2 separate regions of the Mus musculus genome follow, and region 1 is linked to region 2. Evidence: chromatin contacts called from public HiChIP or PLAC-seq data. All regions are on one chromosome and are shown on one strand. Each heading gives the region's core, a stretch centred on a gene start, on an enhancer-like site or on the middle of the called end of the contact. The rest is flanking DNA. Distances are from core to core; before and after follow the strand shown. Region 1 has its middle 5.3 kb from the start of Gm36271. Region 2 holds the start of Cog3 (component of oligomeric golgi complex 3).

The links. HiChIP or PLAC-seq counts read pairs in DNA pulled down with a chosen protein or histone mark.
Region 1: an HNF4G HiChIP or PLAC-seq map of pancreatic cancer cells shows a contact between it and region 2. The contact joins the enhancer-like site here to the promoter of Cog3 in region 2. A contact is called at or near these places in 2 of 15 datasets of contacts at CTCF or cohesin (CD8 T cells and the NIH/3T3 cell line), 1 of 484 Hi-C or Micro-C datasets (the HL-1 cell line), 9 of 115 datasets of contacts at active chromatin or transcription factors (the SCID.adh cell line, double positive thymocytes, effector CD8 T cells and 5 more) and 3 of 9 other capture datasets (adipose tissue, liver and pancreatic islet).

Annotation. Positions count from the first base shown.
Region 1 is chr14:75,795,699-75,802,264 of GRCm38.p6, forward strand. No RefSeq gene overlaps it. Among named protein-coding and RNA genes, the nearest start is that of Gm36271, 5.3 kb to the right of the region's middle. Within about 2 kb of position 2,278, at least 23 of the 459 cell types and tissues checked have an H3K27ac peak or open chromatin away from gene starts, as enhancers often do. A contact at or near this core is called in the NIH/3T3 cell line, liver and pancreatic cancer cells, where this site is marked.
Region 2 is chr14:75,750,211-75,756,228 of GRCm38.p6, forward strand. Cog3 (component of oligomeric golgi complex 3) reads right to left here and starts at 4,283. Exons shown (of 23, transcript NM_177381.3): 1 at 4,055-4,283. The coding sequence starts at 4,228.

The DNA of each region.
Region 1 (6,566 bases), core at 1,028-3,527, 43 kb after region 2:
AACTTATTATTTAGACCAGGCTGTCCTTGAACTCATAGAAATCCACCTGTTGGGGTTGAAGGTACTTGTCACAACACTCAACGATAACACATCATTTTAATGTTGTGCCAGGGATCAGCACACCATAATTCACAGTCCAAACTCAGATGCTCATTATTGTACAATCCCAGAGCTAAAATAGTTTTTAGATTACCTACATAATCTTCTGGATTTGCCTCCTCAAGGGACACAGTATTTGCAATGTGGTTCTTTACTGCAAACATCTGCAGTCTCCTGACTCAGCCTTCAGCAAACTGCTCTCACAGGTTCCTATTTGGTCTTTTCTGTGCATTGGCTTCCACCTTCTTAGCCCATGGGGCACATTGTTACAGAGGATAGCACAGCCTTGTGACAGCCAGTGGTGGCAGGCTAAGTATCCTGAGACCTTCGTGAAGGTTCCTGGCAGCCTTGCAGGACAGAGCAGTAACACGATTCTCTTCGTAAGATCGGCACAGCTAATACATTTAAATTCTGCATATATTTCCATCTAAACTCACAAGTACAAAAATGAATTGCACATTTCAAATGAAAAACAGGAACATGTCTGATTCTTTAAAGAGTATAATTTCTGTCTTTGCTACTGTACAGCACATAAATCACAAGCCCATGCAGATTGGCTTACATTGGATGGCTAATACTAAATGAGTTTAACTTAGCTCATCATCTCTATATTTAAATCTAAACTTTTCTGGGGTGTACAATTATATAATTGATGGCAGGTTTTGCCAGCTAAGATCAACTGAGTAGTGGATGGTAGGGAAAATGGGGACATAGATGAGACTGTTGCCTTCCAGAGACGTGGCAATTGGGCAGGACATGGTAGACACAATACTGTGTGTCCCTTTTCTATAGTAGAGATGCATCTAACCCAGCAGTGGGAACCTGTTGTATAAGCCCATAAGTTGGATGGTTTCTCTGCCTTCATCCCTGAATAGCTTCTCTCCCTTTAACCAACTTGTTTAGGTGTTCTTTTAACTTTGAGAAAGACAGAGAGACAGAGACAGAGACAGAGACAGACAGACAGAGATGAAACAGGAACAGAGATGGAGAGCACAAAGAGAAATCTCACATTTAAAGGATTAAAAATAAAAATTTCACTGGACAGTGGTAGTACAAAGGAAGGCAGATCTCTGAGTTCAAGGCCAGTCTGGTCTACAAACTGAGTTTCAGAGCAGCCGGAGCTACACAGATTATGTGTCTTTAAAAGCAAAACAAAATAAAGGAAATTTTTAAAATAAATAAATAAAAATTGCTTTAATAGGTAGATATGAGAACTCACTAGGCAGTTGACCCAGTTTGTGGGCACCAGGTTTGGTGAGAGACCCTCCTCATACAATAAGAATAGTTATAACATAGTGGAAAGAGCTAACAACACCTGACATTGACCTCTGGTCTCCCACATGTGTGCCTACATTTATATATACAGCATGCACACATACAAACAAATAAACAAACAATAGTGATTTTTAAAAGCACAAAATTATTGTACATGTTTGTTTTCCCCTTTGGCTATTAGTCTAGATTGGCTAGCTACAGCAACATGAGTTCAGAACCTCAGTAGTTTAACATAGGGAAATCTATCCTCCCACTCAACCCATGCCATCAGCAGCCACTGGGCTCTGCTCCACAGTGCCACTCAGGCACCAAGCTGCATCTCTCTGTAATGCATCTTCAAACTCAGCATCCAGGAATTCTACAGGAAAAGAAAAGAAAAGAAAAGAAAAGAAAAGAAAAGAAAAGAAAAGAAAAGAAAAGAAAAGAAAAGAAAAGGAAAGGAAAGGAAAGAAAAGGAAAGAAAAGAAAAGAAAAGAGGAAGGAGTGTAAGGGAACACACACAGAGAAAGACACACACACACTACTGTGTCCAGATTTTCAGAAGGTGTCTCATATTGTGATTGTATTTATTATCCTGTCTTGTTTCATTTCTTTTGTCCATGTGGTTCACAGCTTTCTGAAATGAAAATACAATTTGGAAACTTTTGTTTACAAAAATACCACTTAAACCATACTCCTGCGTCTGGGTGTGTGTACATGTGTCTCAATAATAGAAAGTGTTTTGTGTGTGTGTCTATTGTAGTACTTTTATGGGAGCTTTCTATCCCATTCTTTTCTGTTTAGTTCCTGAATAAAAGACACAAAAATCTGGTATCTTATTTACAAGCTGCTGGCACTGTGCTAAGTAGGTTCTGAGCTATTCTAGCCCAGCTAGGAAATGAATAACCAGATAAATGCCCCATTACATGCCAACTGAGTCTTGTGTATCCTCAGGATGAGATTTTCTTAGCCACAGGCTCGAGGTCCATCCTGCCTCATGAAGACCTTCTTCTTTCACCTCGTTCTCTTCCTTCTTGTGGTCCCTAGCTGAGACCCCCTACTCAAAGTCCTGCCTTCCTCTTTCTCCTGCCCAGTCATAGCCTCTAGCCTTTTATTAACCAATCAAGGACTATTGGGGCACATTCTTTACAGCACATTAGTCAGTACAGAGCCTCAGGATCAGGTTGCAGTCTTCCCAGAAGGGGAAGGGGAAGGGGAAAGAGAGGGCAGCGCTGGTAGGCCAAGGCTCCCGGAGCCTATTTCTGATAAAACAGCAACACCCTGATCCATGACACTGTTGCTGAGATCCGCTGGGCTGACTCAGGGAAGGTACCAAGGAGAAGTGTTTTGCAAATAGGAGTTGCTAAGCAGCTGGCTGTGATGGTGCATGCCTGTACCCGCATGTATTGGCTAGTTTTGTGTCAACTTGACACAGCTGGAGTTATCACAGAGAAAGGAGCTTCAGTTGGGGATGTGCCTCCATGAGATCCAGCTGTAAGGCATTTTCTCAATTAGTGATCAAGGCGGCAAGGCCCCTTGTGGGTGGGACCATCTCTGGGCTGGTTGTCTTGGGTTCTATAAGAGAGCAGGCTGAGCAAGCCAGTAAAGAACATCCCTCCATGGCCTCTGCATCAGCTCCTGCTCCCTGACCTGCTTGAGTTCCAGTCCTGACTTCCTTTGGTGATGAACAGCAGCATGGAAGTGTAAGCCGAATAAACCCTTTCCTCCCCAACTTGCTTCTTGGTCATGATGTTTGTGCAGGAATAGAAACCCTGACTAAGACAAATTGGTACTGGGAGTGGGGTATTCCTGTGACAACCTGACCATGTTTTGGGGAGGACTGTGGAAGGACTTTGGAACTTAGGCTTGAAGATCCATCCATTGTTAAGAGCTCTGTTGGAGGTTGTGCAGGAGCTTGGAAGATAATGTTGAGAACACTGTAGAAGATGGAGGTCTGGTTTGTGAAATTTCAGAGGGAAAATTAAAGACTCTTTTCAGGGCCATTGCTGTTTTGATTGTGAAGATTCTGTAGTTCTGGTTAGCTGGGGCTGAAGAATCAGCTGTGATTAACAAGATACCAGAACTACTAAAGCAAAAACTTTGCATTACTGGGACTATTGATGCTGGTTAGCTGGAGCTAAGAAATTAGCGGTGATTAAGAAGAGACCAGCATCATTGAGGTGACATCTTCTGGGAAGTGTTTTCTGAAAGCACAAAGAGGCTGTGTTCCAGAGATAGCCAAGGTTGCACTCCTGCTGCAGCGGGACTTGGTAATATGTAAGGGTCACCCAGGTGGTACTGGTTTTGAAGGCATGAAGGAGTTGAGCAGAGCAGCTGAGGCTTGGCACTGTGAGAGGCCATGGAAGGCCATTGGTGAAAGTGCAGCCTCAGTTGCAATTGATGGCCCAGGACTGAAGGGGTCATGCAGTGTTTTGGAGATGCCAGTACCATGAGATGACCACCAAGAGCAGCAGCAGCAGTGGAGTAGAGGCATCTGGAGCCTAGAGGATGACGCGTGTGCTACAAAGGGCATGGCTGGAGAAGTGACCCAAGCCCTTGGAGGAGCCCAGAAGATCGTGAGTTGGATCCCAGACATTGAACGGTTGGAGATTGATTTTTGCTTTTGATTGTGACTGTGCCCTGATATTTTCCCTCTTGAAGGAAGAAACTGTTTTAGTGATGCCCACAGTTAAGAGACTTTTAATTTAAAAAGACTTTGGATTTTTAAAAGAGATGGATATTTTAAAGAGATTGAAATTTTAAGAATATGTAAAGACTGTGGGACATTTAAAGTTATTTAGACCTTGGGGATGAATAAGAATGTAAGGGTTGAGGCTTACTAGTGATGTGTTTGTGTGTCAAGTTGACAAGGGGTCAGTTGTATTGGCTAGTTTTGTGTCAACTTGACACAGCTGGAGTTATCACAGAGAAAGGAGCTTCAGTTGGGGATGTGCCTCCATGAGATCCAGCTGTAAGGCATTTTCTCAATTAGTGATCAAGGCGGCAAGGCCCCTTGTGGGTGGGACCATCTCTGGGCTGGTTGTCTTGGGTTCTATAAGAGAGCAGGCTGAGCAAGCCAGTAAAGAACATCCCTCCATGGCCTCTGCATCAGCTCCTGCTCCCTGACCTGCTTGAGTTCCAGTCCTGACTTCCTTTGGTGATGAACAGCAGCATGGAAGTGTAAGCCGAATAAACCCTTTCCTCCCCAACTTGCTTCTTGGTCATGATGTTTGTGCAGGAATAGAAACCCTGACTAAGACACCGCACAACTGAGAAAACTAAGTAGGGGTTGTTAACTCTGAGTCAACCCGAGCTGTGTACATACCTTGTCTTTGTTCATTTGGTTTGGTTTGGATTGGGTTGGTTTCTATTTATTTTGAGACAGGGGTCTCTCTATGTAGTTCTGGATGTCCTGGAACTCTCTATGTAGACCAGACAGGCCTCCAACTCACAGAGATCCATTTGCCTCTGCTTTCCAAGGGCTGAGATTAAGACTGTGAAACACAACGCCTGAGTGTGACCTGTCTTTTCAAAAACAGAAGAGATTTTGGACTGCATCACTTCATCCACATGTCCCACATCCCCTCCAGGGTCTTTAGCCTGATAAGTGTAGTCTTCACCCTTCATCAAGCAAACTTTTCTTTGCCAAAGACAAAAAACCACTACTGAAAACCACAACCAATCAAAGTTCAGAGTTGTAGAGCCCAGTCCCAATGGATATATTTATAGAACATTTCCACACATAAGGCCCGTGGAACATTGATGAAGAGGGGCCATAAAGATTGTAAGACCCAGGGAATTTGCTGTGAGATTGTGTCACCAAGTAACATCAGAAGCTCTAGCCATAAAGTCTCACCAACGCAACCACCCATATGTGAGCTGAACATGGATGACAGTGGACATATGCCAAACTGGATAAGGAAAAGCCTATGAGGTCTCAACCCTACAAAGAACTATCGGCAACTGGAGAGAAAGGCCATAAATTTGAAGGGAGGTGGGGGAGGAGCATAAGAGAGGATTTGGAGGGAGGAAAGAGAAAGGGGAAAATTTGTAATTTTATTATAATCTTGAAGATGAAGAAGAAGAAGAAGAAGAAGAAGAAGAAGAAGAAGAAGAAGAAGAAGAAGAAGAAGAAGAAAAAGAAGAAGAAGAGGAGGAGGAGGAGGAAGAAGAAGAAGAAGAAAAAGAAGAAGAAGAAGAAGAAGAAGAAGAAGAAGAAGAAGAAGAAGAAGAAGAGGAGGAGGAGGAGGAGGAGGAGGAAGAAGAAGAAGAAGAAGAAGAAGAAGAAGAAGAAGAAGAAGAAGAAGAAGAAGAAGAAGAAGAAGGAGAAGAAGAAGAAGAAGAAGAAAACAGAGAGATCGAGAAACACTGTTACGGTTGAATCACAGTGGTCCTAGAGCTGTAAACTGGAAAATTCCTTCCCAGCTGGTGTCTAGACACAGAGCATCTATGGTCATGTCAGTTGAAACAACCTGTGACCTGGGCAGACTCTGGTTTTGTTCTTGGTTTGTTTTGTGTGTGTGTGTGTGTGTGAGTATAACTGCTCTCTAAGCTGCCATAAAATGGTTAAACAAAAGCTATGGCTTGGCTCCAGTACTCTAGTTAAATCCAATCTGGGACACAGTTCCCGGATGGAAGAGGAGGAGGAAGAGGAAAAAGAAAGGGGGAAGAAGGGATGGGGGAGAACCGTCAGCAAACTCAAACATCCCATGGCAAGCTCGGGGTGGAGGAAGGTTCTGAGAGCTGATGAGAGCAGCCCAGTTGCATTTTATCCAGAAAGGCGTGTTTCTCTTAAGTCCGTAAAAAATGGTCAGTTGTACAAACCTCTGGCTCAGGGGGTCTGGCAGGTCGTGCAGATAACCGTTTCCATTAGAAAACAAGGTAGTCTCCACCATGCAGGGGCATTTGCTCATTGAGAGTTGCTGGCTGCACTAAAAGTGGAAGGCACTAAATGCCACTGAAGTGTGTCTTTCAAACTGGCTAAAATTCTAGCTAGGCGTGGTGCATAAATCTGTAATTTAAGGCAGGAAAAAGTCACAGTTTAAGGCCAATCTCAGCTAAAAATCAAGATCTTATCTCATAAAAATATAATTAGAGAAAGAAAAAGTTAATGTTAGAAGATGGGAGAGATAGCTCAGCAGTTAAAAGCACTGGCTGCTCTTCTAGGCCTGGGTTCAATTCCCAGAACCCACGTGGCAGCTCACAACCATCAG
Region 2 (6,018 bases), core at 3,033-5,532:
GGCAAAGGACCTACCTAAGACTGAGGCTGGACTGACAACACAAAACTCCCAACTATTTTAGACTATCGAAATTCATAATATTTAGATCTTGTTTTGTTGTTAAGTCTTTACATTTATTTTTTTAAATGTACCATACATTAATATCTACCATTTCAAATGACATGTGCTCAGTTTACTGTAAACAAAGCCAAGACCAAAAATAAGTTATTTTCTAAGTTACTTTACCAGAGAAAACTAAAACCATGAAAAACTGCTCAAGATGTTCCAGACTCATTCTATAATCTAATCACAAATAAATATGACCAGGTAAGATCATATTTATGCAAGAACATTCAATCTGATTACTTCAAGCACAGATATTAATTAATTTTCAATCATAAGATCTTTAATTATGGGGCTGGAGAAATGGCTCAGCAGTTAAGAATGCCACTTCAATTCCCAGCACCCATCCAAGCTGGTTCAGACACCTGTAACTCGGGCTCAAGGGACTCCAGGGACTCTAACACGCTCTGCTGGCCTCTGTTGGCATTTGTCTCATGCACCAACACATACACACAGACACACACATACATACATACAATTAAAAATAAAATCTACAGCTGGGCAGGTGGAACACAACCCAGCATTCAGGAGGCAAAGGCAGGCAGATTTCCATGTTCCAGGTCAGCCAGAAATAGACAGAGAAACCTTATCTTGAAAAACAAAATGGAAAAGAATTAAAAATAAATAAAAATAAAATCTTTTAAAAAAAAAACAAACCAAACTTTAAATATCAGAAGCAGGGGGTCCCTGGTCTCTTTTACTAAAGAAATCATTTTCTCTCAAACTAAGTAGGAGAGAAATTATAATACAACCACCTTAAAGACATAGTACCTTAAAGAACAAAACAACTGGCTTTTAACAGCATAAGAGAAAATTACTCCTTTGGGTAGCTATGTCCCACTAAGTTCTTTTCACAAAATAGCTGAACTGGAGTGGCCAGTCAAGCGGGTGTGGCACTTGTGACTTCTCATTTTGAACAGATAGCCCAATCAGAGCCTCCCTCAGTGCAGCGCCTGGCTTCAGGACAGAGCAGACACACCATCGCACAGACATGAGCTTCAGGACAGAGCAGACACAGCACCACACAGACATGAGCACACATTTGGTTGACATGTTACAGCTTACACCAGCGGACATGCATACTAAGTAGCAATTACAGTAAACAATAATTGCATACTAAGTAGCAATTACAATAAACCACATAGCACTACCTCCCCAGCCTTAACCTGTCCAGGAAAAGACAAATGTCCCTTCTTCTCAGAAGCCTTCTTTTTTGGAAAATCCTGAACTGGAGAAAGTGATGTTTAGAATCAATCTGATCAATACTTGCCTCAATTGAACTGACAGCACTTTCTCTGATTAGATAGAACATATCCTTGAGGCTGGAGTCTCACTCAGAACCTTCCAAGGCACCAAGACTTTTCTTCTTATCTTCAGTCTTAGTGACACCTATACTAGCTCAAGATTCTAATCTGTTCTTTTAAAACATTCATTGTTTGAAAGAGATCTCATGAATAATGCAATCTTGGCAAGAAGCGTGCCATGGGCCATTTATGCACAAGAGGGCCTTTACTCTTCACAACTCCCCAGGAGATAAGCCTTCATTTCATAACCAAGAAAATGGAAGCATACAGAAGTTAATTATCATCTTGTAGGTCACAGACCTACAGGAAAAAAGTTATGGCATAAATTACAGATAGATTTCAAAGTAAATTTTAGCACTTCAACAAGAACTACTTAGCAGAAAAAAAAAATCCTTGCTGCTATAAAAAATTTGCCTCGACTACAAGAAACCAGTCTACTGTAAATTATTTTATTTAATACAATATACATAACTCCTTTTTTAAAAAAAAAAAGCAACTTTTCAAGATAAGGAGTTTTTTATTAGACTTACCCATTTTATATATGAATGTTTTGCCTGCATGTATGTATTTGCACCACATTCATGTCTAGTGCCCAGAGGTCAAGGAGAGAACTGGAGTTACAGGTCTATTGTAAGCTACCAGGAAAGTGCTAGGAACTGAACGTGGATCCTCTGCAAGAGCAGTGGGTGCTTTTAACCACAGAGCCATCTCCCCACCCCAAGAGTGCTTTTTTTCTTAGAAGTGAGAAAGCTGCCTTCTAAAGACATCTTTATGATGTTCGCTGACCTTTTGCTGAGGCTGAACACATCTAGATCACTAAAGCATCCCAGTTCCAACAGATTATGAAATAATGTATCTTATGAAAACATGAAGCACTACAGAGAAGTCTATGGAAGCATGCTAGTTAGATAAATTAAACCTGATGCACACTTTTCTCAACCATAATGTTAAAAGCATGGAACGGGGATGAATGGAGTCCGAGGTCATCCCATCAGACAGAGATCACTTCAGTACCAGGAAAGGAGAGCGATGAGGACATGTGCCTCTGAGATCCCGAAAGCTGGTGTATACAGGCTCCTTCCTGCTAGTTCTGAGACCTCCCCACATTCCTGGCCTTAAGGACATCCTCTCCCCAGGACCTTGCTCTGCTTTTTCTTCCAGCTACAACATGATGGGCCCAGCCTTTCCCAGGCCGGCTTCACGTCTCCATGTCAGCTCTCTTGCTAGGCTGTCTGTCACCTTCTTTACAAGGCTTAGGCCTTCTCTTCACTTTTAGGCCTGCCCTTACTTTTCTTCAGCCTCAACTATTCTGGCCCTGCCACCCACCCTACTTTACTTCCTATTTACGTCTCTATCCCTAATTCCTACCCCAGTGTAGACATATGGCAATGCACATTAAATGACAGCGTGAACTGATGGTAAGTACAACTGCATCAATACGGAAGGACCGTGTAAACCAGTAAGATGCCTTTTACTTTCAACCCTCTCCATACTCAATAAACGTGACACCAGCTTCGATAATGGGGCACAAAAATTATAAACAGACTGGGAACACACATAAGCCTGTTTCTGTAAATCTCTAGTATGGCACTTACCCAGCAATGGCAAAATCCTCAGTCTAGTCCCCAGCAAAACACACACACACACACACACACACACACACACCCCACACCACACCACACCCACTTATAATCCAGAACATAAAACATAGCCAGATCAAAGAACTTTCCACTTGCTCCCTCGTTTACTTAGGTCTATTTCCTGTATGGCATCCTGGAGGTGGGCAGAGAAACACACCTAAGAACACGTATTTTTACGGCACAGCACACAAAGGTGCAGAGAACGCGTCTAGTCACACCTCTAAAGTGTGAGGGCAGAGGTGAAGAAGCCAAATTCAATCTGCATTTGGACAGGATTACGAATCGTACAGAAATGGTTTCCAACATCAAAACTAACCACCACTGATAATAAAATAACCCAAAATTCGGCCTCGAAACTAGAAGAGCGTGTGAAACACATAAACAATCCAAAAAATAAAAGTACTCTGACCAGTATAACTGCACTGAATCACACCAACAGTAACATGCATACTGTCCCACTGGTAACTGGGAAAACGTTGACGCTAAAACCCAAAGCGCTACTTAATAACCGAGTCAACTTGTAAAAATAACTTTTTAATTTATTGCTTTGCTGTAGGTTTAATAAATCTTATCTTCCATAACCCAAAACCAGGAGTTCACAGCTTGGGGTGTGATAAATGAAATTGTTTCTCGGGGCCAGTTCTGATCCCCTCTAAGTGTCCCTGTTCCCCCGGGAAAGAAGCAAGCCTGATGCCTCCAGGATGCAGTTAACACAGACTAGCTGGACAGGCTCCTGGGAGGCAGGGCTACTCTGACACGGGGACACCAGGAGCAAGAAGCCCGGAGCAAGGCTCGGGCCAACCGTCCCACGCCGCTGGGGGAGGGCTACGCCCTCGCGTGGACGGCCACGCACCCTGGCAGGGCCACCCTGGGTCGCGGGCAGAGTGAGGCTGCTGACAGCAGGGCACACACGGGCCCCTCCCGCCGAACCCGCCACGGTGGCTCAGAGGACCGGCCAGATCCCCGCACGGGGCAGGAGGCCGGGCGCAGCCCACGCCCTCGCCTCACCTCGGCGGGCACCGGCAGGTTCTCCACGGCCGCCTTGAGCTCCAGCACCGAGTCCGTCTGCCTGTCTGTCAGCGGCGCCATCGAGTCGGGTCTCCCATCCCAGAGAGACAGCTTCTCGCGGGCGTCCCGCTCGGCCGCCGCCTCGGGCGGCAGCAGCAGCGCCGCCTCCGCCATCTCCGCAGCCCTGGGCCCCTCCGCGGCGCAGAACCGGAGCCCGACAGGCAGAGCCGGGAACTTCCGGGAGGACCGGGACTTCCAGCGCCGCAGCCGCGGCGGGGCGGGCCCGAGCGCCCTGACCCCGGAAACGCTTCCCCGGCGTGGGGGCGGGACCGAGGCCAAAACAGACGTGGCTTTCGACGGAGGCCAAACAGTTCCGGTTGAGGTGTACCTCAAGCCAGAGGGTAGGAGACAAGAATGGGCGGAAATAAGCTTGCCCCTACCGGAAGCTTCTTCAACATCAATAACTTTATGATAATGTGTTCTTCAGATTTGTTTTTGGTTTTCTTTTTAACAAGTTGTAAGTCATCCAACGGATTAGGAGAATTAATGAACTCCAAAGATCTTCTCTCCTGTCAGATGGGTTATGGATGCTTTCCATGTTGACATAGCAACCAAGAGCACCAAGTTTTCAAACTTACAACTTCCCTGTTAGAAAACTAGTTTGTGGAAACACAAATTCAAAGACAAACATATCAGGCCTCATTAATAATATCAAAAAACTGGGGGGGGGGGGGACCTAAATGTCCAACATTGAAGAACTGGATCAATAACTGTCTATCCAAACATGAAACTGCAAAAATTATTCTGCCATTTAAATCATGATACACATTTGAACACCTAAACAAATTATATTAGATCAAACCTAAATAATTGAATAAATATACTTTGTAAGTATATAAATTGAGTATATACGAATATAAAAAAAAATTGGGCAAAAAGGTGAAAAAGAGACAACCTTCTTCCTTACCAAGAATTAAAAAGGAAAAATGTAGAAAAATGAAGAAAATCACAAAACACTGAACAACATTCTTCAAAAAGGTCAGGGTAGAGAGATGGCTCGGGGCTAAGGGAACTTGCTGATCTTTCAGAAGACTCCAGTTCAGTTCCCAGCCCCCACAATATGCAGCACATTACCACCTGAAACTTCAGTTCCAGGAGATCCAACCTCCTCTTCTGGCCTCTCTGGGTACTAACATACATGTGGCACATGCAAACACACACATAAATAAATTTTTAAAATAAAAAGCCAATGTTTTTTTTTAAGATTTATTTATTTTATGTATGTGAGTATACTGTAGCTGTCTTGAGGTACACTAGAAGAAGGCATCAGATCCCATTACAGATGGTTATGACCCACTGTGTGGTTGCTGGGAATGAACTCAGGACCTCTGCAAGAGCAGTCAGTGCTCTTAACCTCTGAGCCATCTCTCCAGCCCCCAAAAGCCAATGTTTAAAAGAGTATCAAACTACTAAAGAGCAAGGAGTGACCAAGGAGCTCTTACATAGTGGAGACTACTGAATAATGACTTCTCATTGCAATGTGGTATCTTGGACTGATTCCTGGAACAGAAGAAAGGATAATTGTGATGAGACTATAGAATAAAATATAGAATCTTAATAAAGTTTGTAATTTAGGCATTGGTGGTGTTGTGCCAGCTTTGATTGTACATGGCTAGATAAGACAATAGTAGGAAAGCTGGATGAAAGACACACCTGAACAATACAATCTCTGGAGCCTTGCTGAAGTCTAACTTTATCTCAAGAGAGCTGAGTATGGCAGCTCATGTTTGCAATAACATCAGCAGGGAGGCTGAGACAAAGGGATTTCTACAACTTGGAGGCTGAGGTAGGAGAATTAGAGGCCAGTGCAGACCACAAAAAAGAGACTGCTGTCCAAAAAAAAAAAAATGTATCTCAAAATAAGAATTAATAATCTTATGGTATAGAAAATATGGTTCTAGCTA